2 separate regions of the Zea mays genome follow, and region 2 is linked to region 1. Evidence: chromatin contacts called from public Hi-C data. All regions are on one chromosome and are shown on one strand. The core of a region is the stretch at or near the end of the contact, and the rest is flanking DNA. Distances in the headings are between cores, read along the strand shown. Region 1 holds the start of LOC103651650 (E3 SUMO-protein ligase SIZ2). Region 2 holds the start of LOC103652644 (clathrin heavy chain 1).

What was found. Hi-C and Micro-C count contacts between places; a contact is called where the count stands out from the background.
Region 2: a Hi-C map of ear shows a contact between it and region 1, with 1.9 times the contacts expected there. The contact joins the promoter of LOC103652644 here to the promoter of LOC103651650 in region 1. A contact is called at or near these places in 2 of 25 Hi-C or Micro-C datasets (ear and leaf).

Annotation. Positions count from the first base shown.
Region 1 is chr3:235,040,124-235,043,319 of Zm-B73-REFERENCE-NAM-5.0, forward strand. LOC103651650 (E3 SUMO-protein ligase SIZ2) reads right to left here and starts at 1,556. Exons shown (of 16, transcript NM_001361450.1): 1 at 1,428-1,556; 2 at 922-1,002; 3 at 627-675; 4 at 476-539; 5 at 203-356. The coding sequence starts at 1,466.
Region 2 is chr3:235,310,914-235,314,203 of Zm-B73-REFERENCE-NAM-5.0, forward strand. LOC103652644 (clathrin heavy chain 1) reads left to right here and starts at 1,898. Exons shown (of 29, transcript XM_020550623.1): 1 at 1,898-2,233; 2 at 2,324-2,528; 3 at 3,207-3,290. The coding sequence starts at 2,189.

The DNA of each region.
Region 1 (3,196 bases), core at 306-2,805:
CCAGTATAAAACAGAAAGACTAAGAGTGACCTAGACCATCAAACTGCTTTGAAGTTTCAGGATATAAAGAGTGAGATGCTTGGTAATTCTGAATACGAGTGGCCTAGACCAAGAACAAATATCTGAAACCTTTATGGTTTGGCTGCAGGACATAAAATACTGTCGGAGAGTTAGAAAGGCATATTTATCATGAGAATTTTACCTTAATCATGGAATCATTTGGCTTGGAGTCACCACAAGGGCAACGAACCTTAACTGCCTGAGCAGAATCATCCGGTTTCTTTTTACACGTAACACTGTCTCCTAATTCGTGGCTCCTTGAGACTGCAACAGTATTTGTAGGGTCTTGCATTTTTCTTGAAACAGGAAGCAACAAGCGATAGTTTGCCAAGATTTCATTAATGCCTATCAGGAAATTTACAGCCGTACAGACAAGTCAATGTGAAGTTGTGAACAAAAAATATTATGGACTCACCTAAATGTGTCCTCCACTATTTTCACCGCTGATTTTGCCTTTGGTAAGCCATTCGTTTCAAAGGCTACAAGAATAAAGCTGAAATTATTTCTCATGCTTGAAAAATAGTAACACAAAACAATACATTTTGGAGATAAAGAATGGAATGTACCTTGATCTTGCTGGCTCAACAACACTGCCATAACTCTGTCCACTAGGTCCTGCAAACCAAAACAAAAACACCAAGACCAACTTGGCTATAAATTCATAATGGGTAATAACTTCCAAATCCCCCAAGAAGGAATATTAAAAGGCACATAGATGATTGTGTTGGGTGAATTTTAGCATATGCTTAAGCTATTAAAGATCGAGGCTATCCCGACGTCTTTAACACAATAACATAGAGCACTTGGGCAATGGGTGTTCATTGTGAATAGAGTAGGTAGAGGAGGTTGCAGTGCGCAAACCTGCTTCTTTCCTTGCTTTGAAAGTCCAAGTTGGTGTAGAACATCCTTGAGCTCTTTTATTCTGAAGTGGCTCAAGTTTTTCTACAATGAAGCGTTAGTAGAGCAAATGTTAGTGGGCCATGTACCATGTTACCACAGGGTCAAGAAAGAGCGATGTATTGGAATCAACCAAATCCTATCCGACCAGAAATCAATTTCGAGGTAGCTAGAATCCCAGCAGTTGTTTAGAACAAAAAAAAAACGTAAGACGGCAGCTGTAAATGAAGTCGGTGCAAAGGACAGAAGGAGAGAGGACGAAGGCACGGCTTTGCGGGGACACTAAGAGCTAGTACACTACAAGATTATGTGCAAAAGAATGATAGGCAAAAGAGTGAGGCAACTGAATTTGGGAGTGGTACGTGAAAAAGCATACGAGTGGCACTAGGGTATGGGAGGGAATGAATCGAGTCGGCAGAGGGCTCTAGGTAGCTTAACAAGAGAGAAAGAAGATGGAAGGGAGTCCGTACCTTGCAAGCGGAGAGCACGGGGTCGTCCGGCGACGCCATGTAATCAAGGAAGTAAGGCCTTGTTTCCTCGAGGTCTGGCCGGCGGGCAGACACGCGAGTGGAATCGGGTCTTGAAGAGAAGCAGTGGCGCCCCCCCCCCCCCCCCCCCCCCCCCTGCCTACACCCCACCCTCTCCTTTTCCTTTTTTTATTTTTTTGCTGCGAAAACCCGGTAGCGCTGGCGGCGGCGGCGGTGTTCTTCTCCACGTGCGTGCATCGAGTGGAGCGGAGGAAGACGAAAGCGCTAGCCAAGCCAACAGGTGGAACGGTACGCGTTCTTGGTCCGCCTAGCTGCGGCCCAAATTATCTCAACCGCCTAGCCGGCCTTTGGGCCTGCTGGTGATAGCCCTGTAGATGGCCAAACGGGCCGCCCGACACGGCACTAGCACTGTTAGACGCGGTACTATTTAGCGCTATTAGTAACCGTGGGTATTAGTGTTTAACCAACGGCCCCGGCACTATACTATAGTGTCTAATTGTGCCGGGCTGATATTATACATGCACTATTTTGTTTTAAAAGCTCTCAAAAAATACAAATGATCTTTAAGATTATATATATAATTTTAAAACTTAAATATTTATACCATTGAGCCATTGGCAATTTTGTCATTATGATTTGTGGTCTTTGTCAATATACTGTCGAACCAACAAATCTATCGGGTACCGTAATTAGGGGTACCCCTAACACTCCTAAACACGGTTGATAACCACCATCAGCACAAACAGCAAAGACTGATGGGCGCGGTTCAGGTCAAGGCCTCGTCTACCAAGAGACGCGATCTCGCCTCGCCCAAGCCCGGCCTCGGGCGGGAACAGTAGTCCTGGACGAATTCACGCCTCGCCTGAGGGCCTCCTCAAGCAACGGGCGCACCCTCGACTCGCCCGAAGCCCAGCACGGGCAGGCTTCGTTGTGAAGCAACCTTGGCCAAATCGCCTCACCAACCGACCGTATCGCAGGCACATTCAATGCGAAGATCGCCCGACACCTTATCCTGACACACGTGCCTCAGTCGGCAAGGTCGAAGTGACCGCAGTCACTTCGCCCTTTCACTGACCGACCTGACGGGAAAACACCGTCGCTCGCCCCGCTCCGACTGTTGTGCCACCCGCCAGGGTGAGGCTGACAACAGCCAAGTTCAGCCTCAGGCGCAACATGAAGCTCTGCCTCGCCCGACCTTAGGCCTCAGCCTCGGAAGGAGATCTCCGCTCGCCCGACCCCAGGGCTCGGCCTCAACCTCGGCCTCGGGAGGAATCGCGTCCTCGCCCGACCCCGGCCTCGGCCTCAGGAGAAGTCTCCGCCTCGCTCAACCTTGGGCTCGGACCGACCGCGCCACGGGGATACATCATTACCCTACCCCTAGCTAGCTCAGGTTACGGGGGAACAAGACTGGCGTCCCATCTGGCTCGCCCCGGTAACAAGTAATGATGGCTCCCCGTGTGCGTCCATGACGACGGTGGTTCTCGGCCCCCTACGGAATCAAGGAGACGTCAGCAAGATCCCAGCAGCACCGACAGTTGTGCTTCTACAGGGCTCAAGCGCTCCTCCGACGGCCACGATACCGCGTACACAGGGCTATAACACCTCTCCAACAGCCACGTTGGCATGTACACAGCCACACAGGGCTCAGGCACCTCTCTACCGGACACGTTAGCGCATAGCTACACCCCCATTGTACACCTGGACCCTCTCCTTGCATCTATAAAAGGGAGGTCCAGGGCCTTCATGCGAGA
Region 2 (3,290 bases), core at 648-3,147, 270 kb after region 1:
CTATGTTAAATGGAAACTTTGGATTAAAGGTTATTGCTCAAAAATCCACCTATCAGCCTACCTTTCAATCAACAATAATAATTGAATATTATCACTCAAAATCCCTCTTTTGTGCAGTGGTTCAATCAACTGTCAGCCCAAATCAAAACGCGGAAAAAAACTCATGAAACTACAAACTGCTTAGGAGTGAAGTCAAACCAAAATTTAGTCACAGTAACCAAACGAGGCCTTAATTGTGAGACCAGGTAAGACATCTCAAAAGACAAAAATCTGCACTTGACTAACTCAGAGTGGCCTAATCCTTTGCTGGATCCTAGAGATTCCTAGTTACTTGATATTTCTGTATTTTTGACACCTTGCTACTACGTTCTTGTCTTTTGCATCAACTATTGCGATATATTAGTGGACATGGAAAAGGCACACAGAATGACAAGACTGTGTAGGCTAACTATACAGGCTATACTGCTATAGGAGCATTTCGTAGAGCAGTTGGGCTGCGAGTGGCGATAGAAACATGGGCAGATGGATATCTTACTGGGGTTTCCCGGAGATGGCGGTGGAGACAGCATGGAAGTCGTCGTCGGAAAAGGGGCCCGAAGAGCAACGACTATAGTAGGGTGTGGTGCCGGCCACGTACGAGAAGCAACACTTCATCGTCACCACCATCCTGCGCCACTCCGATCTAGCATCGCTCTCCGCGGCAGGTCTCGCGGAGGTTGTGCGGTGGGACAAGCTCGCGTTCGTGGACAACGATCATTGTCGTAGCCTAGGTTTCCTCGTAGTTGGCACGCCATACGCCGTCTCGAGCATGCCATCCCCGCCGCCTAGAAAACAACAAGTTTGCGCATCGGACTTGGTGCGGTCGAGCTACGCGCAGCGGCGGCGCTGGGTGTGGGCCTCGAGGGCGGTGTCGGTGCCGAGGGTGCGGTGGGCGGTGGCTCCCCCGCCGCGAGATTGGCGCGACTCTGGGTGCACGTGAAGCCCTTGGTGAGGTCCTGCGAGAACTGCTTGATGTGGCTGGTGGTGGCCTTGAGCTCCTGCGATGTGGAGAGAGGAGGGGAGTGGCGGCGGCTGCGCGATTGATTGGGGAAGTAGAGGAGGGAGTTTATATCGATGGAGTTCGGTTAAGCGCGGAGAATCGGATCATGTGATAGACTGAACCGTCTCCTCCGGACCTGACGCTAGGAAGAGGAGGATAGAAGTGTTGGCCGATTAAAGAAAAGGTGATGGTTTTTTATAAAATTATGACGTGAGACGGCCGATGAAACTGATGCTTTAAGTATATTAGAGATTTGACTTTATATGTAGTTTTTGCTTTTATTATCACGAGCTCTCATGTTTCTTCTATGATCATTAGCTACACCATGTTCACAAAATTAAGGCCATATTTGGAAGCACACAATTTTTATGATACCGGTTTATAGAAATTGAGGTGATTACAAACGTACCACTTTATGACTCAGTTTATAGAAATTAGATTATCAGTTTCTTAAAAACCAAAAAGATGATCTCTCATAGCTAAAAGTTTTTTCATAGCTAAAAGATAAAAACTGTTTTCTTAAAAACTAAGTTGCATCTAAACAAGGCCTAAGTCGTTATAAATCAGTGGTGATTTTTTGATTTATTTAGAATGAAGACAGTAATAAAAAATAAAAAATAGCATCTGTCACTTCCTTTGCAATTTTTGTTTTGCCCTTTAGGGCTTGTTCGCTTATGTCGAATTGCACCCGGAATCGTTCCCCCTAATCAAAGTTTATATAAATTAGAGAAACAATCCGGTTAGGAATTGTTCCGACCCACCAATCTGATAGAAACGAACAAGGCCTTGGTAAACTAACACTGTCTCAGATTGAATCATGTTCACATGGTAGGGACGCCACTAAAAACTTGTCCAGTTAGAGATGCGGTGAGAGGATTGAAATTGAATAAAAAGGGATGGCAGCCAAAAGGGATTATCCTCTTCAACCTCCTGGGTAACTAAAAATTCCCCGGCATCTCGTGCTGTCTTCTCTCTCTCCTTTCCCCTTCCCCGGCTCCCCGCGGCCCGCACCGCTGTGTTGTGCTGGTTGGTTCCGTCGCGTCGCTTGCTTAGATCAGATCTCTCCTTCTCTCCCCGGATCCCGACTGCCTCCCTCCCCCTTCCACCTCAGGCTAGCCGAGAGAGATCTCGGCACCGCCGCCCGTTGCCATGGCGGCGGCCAACGCCCCCATCGCCATGCGCGAGGCGCTCACGGTAATACCTCCGCCACCTCCCTCTCCTCTATTATGCAGTACAGATCTCCATCCACTCACTCACCGATCATTCGTTGCTCGTTATCCGCAGCTCACGAGCCTGGGCATCGCGCCGCAGTTCGTCACCTTCACCCACGTCACCATGGAGTCGGAGAAGTACATCTGCGTCCGCGAGACCTCCCCGCAGAACAGCGTCGTCATCATCGACATGGCCATGCCCATGCAGCCGCTCCGACGGCCCATCACCGCCGACTCCGCCCTCATGAACCCCAACACCAGGATCCTCGCCCTCAAAGGTTCGGACTTGCTGCCTCTACCTACCGCCCGCACCTCCTATAGATCTAGCCCATTCGGTGCACTCCACTTCGTGGGATCTCATTCTCATCATGCCCATTCTAGTCAAAGTCCCTGTTGAATAGTCAGTCGCCTCTCTAGGAATTCCGCAGCGACCTAAGTTTCTGGTTTCCTACTATGGCGGCTGAATTTTGCACTAGATAGTGACATCAAGCCTTTGCTTAAGATCTGTGCAGCCTGATCCTGTGTGCAAGCCATGTAGAACGAACGAGGCTCTGGCAACATGGGGTGCTATAATTCTAGCCTGCCATACATTTGTAATTCATATAGTCATTGTCACTGCAACAAGCCAGATCCAATTTAGTTTAGCATAGCATGGAACCATTAGGATTGTAATTCTACTCTGTTTTAGTCTTCGGTGTTGCTGCTCACATTGGATCGACGGCTTCCTATTTTCTTATAATTGGGCATTGCTTGTTTAACTTATGTTCGAGCACGGAGTTCTTACTTGTCACATTGCTGTTGGCTCGGATACTCTACTACAGCATGGATATTGATGCTAGCAATTACCAAATCAAATGACTGGTTCAGACATCGAGTACCAGTAGCTATATATAGCTGCTTAACGTATAGTTTGAGAATAGTTGTAAAAATGGTAAACATCTGCTGATTTTTTGCAGCCCAAATACCTGGAACAACACAGGATCACCTCCAAATATTCAACATCGAGGCTAAGACTAAGGTCAAGTCCCACCAGATGCCGG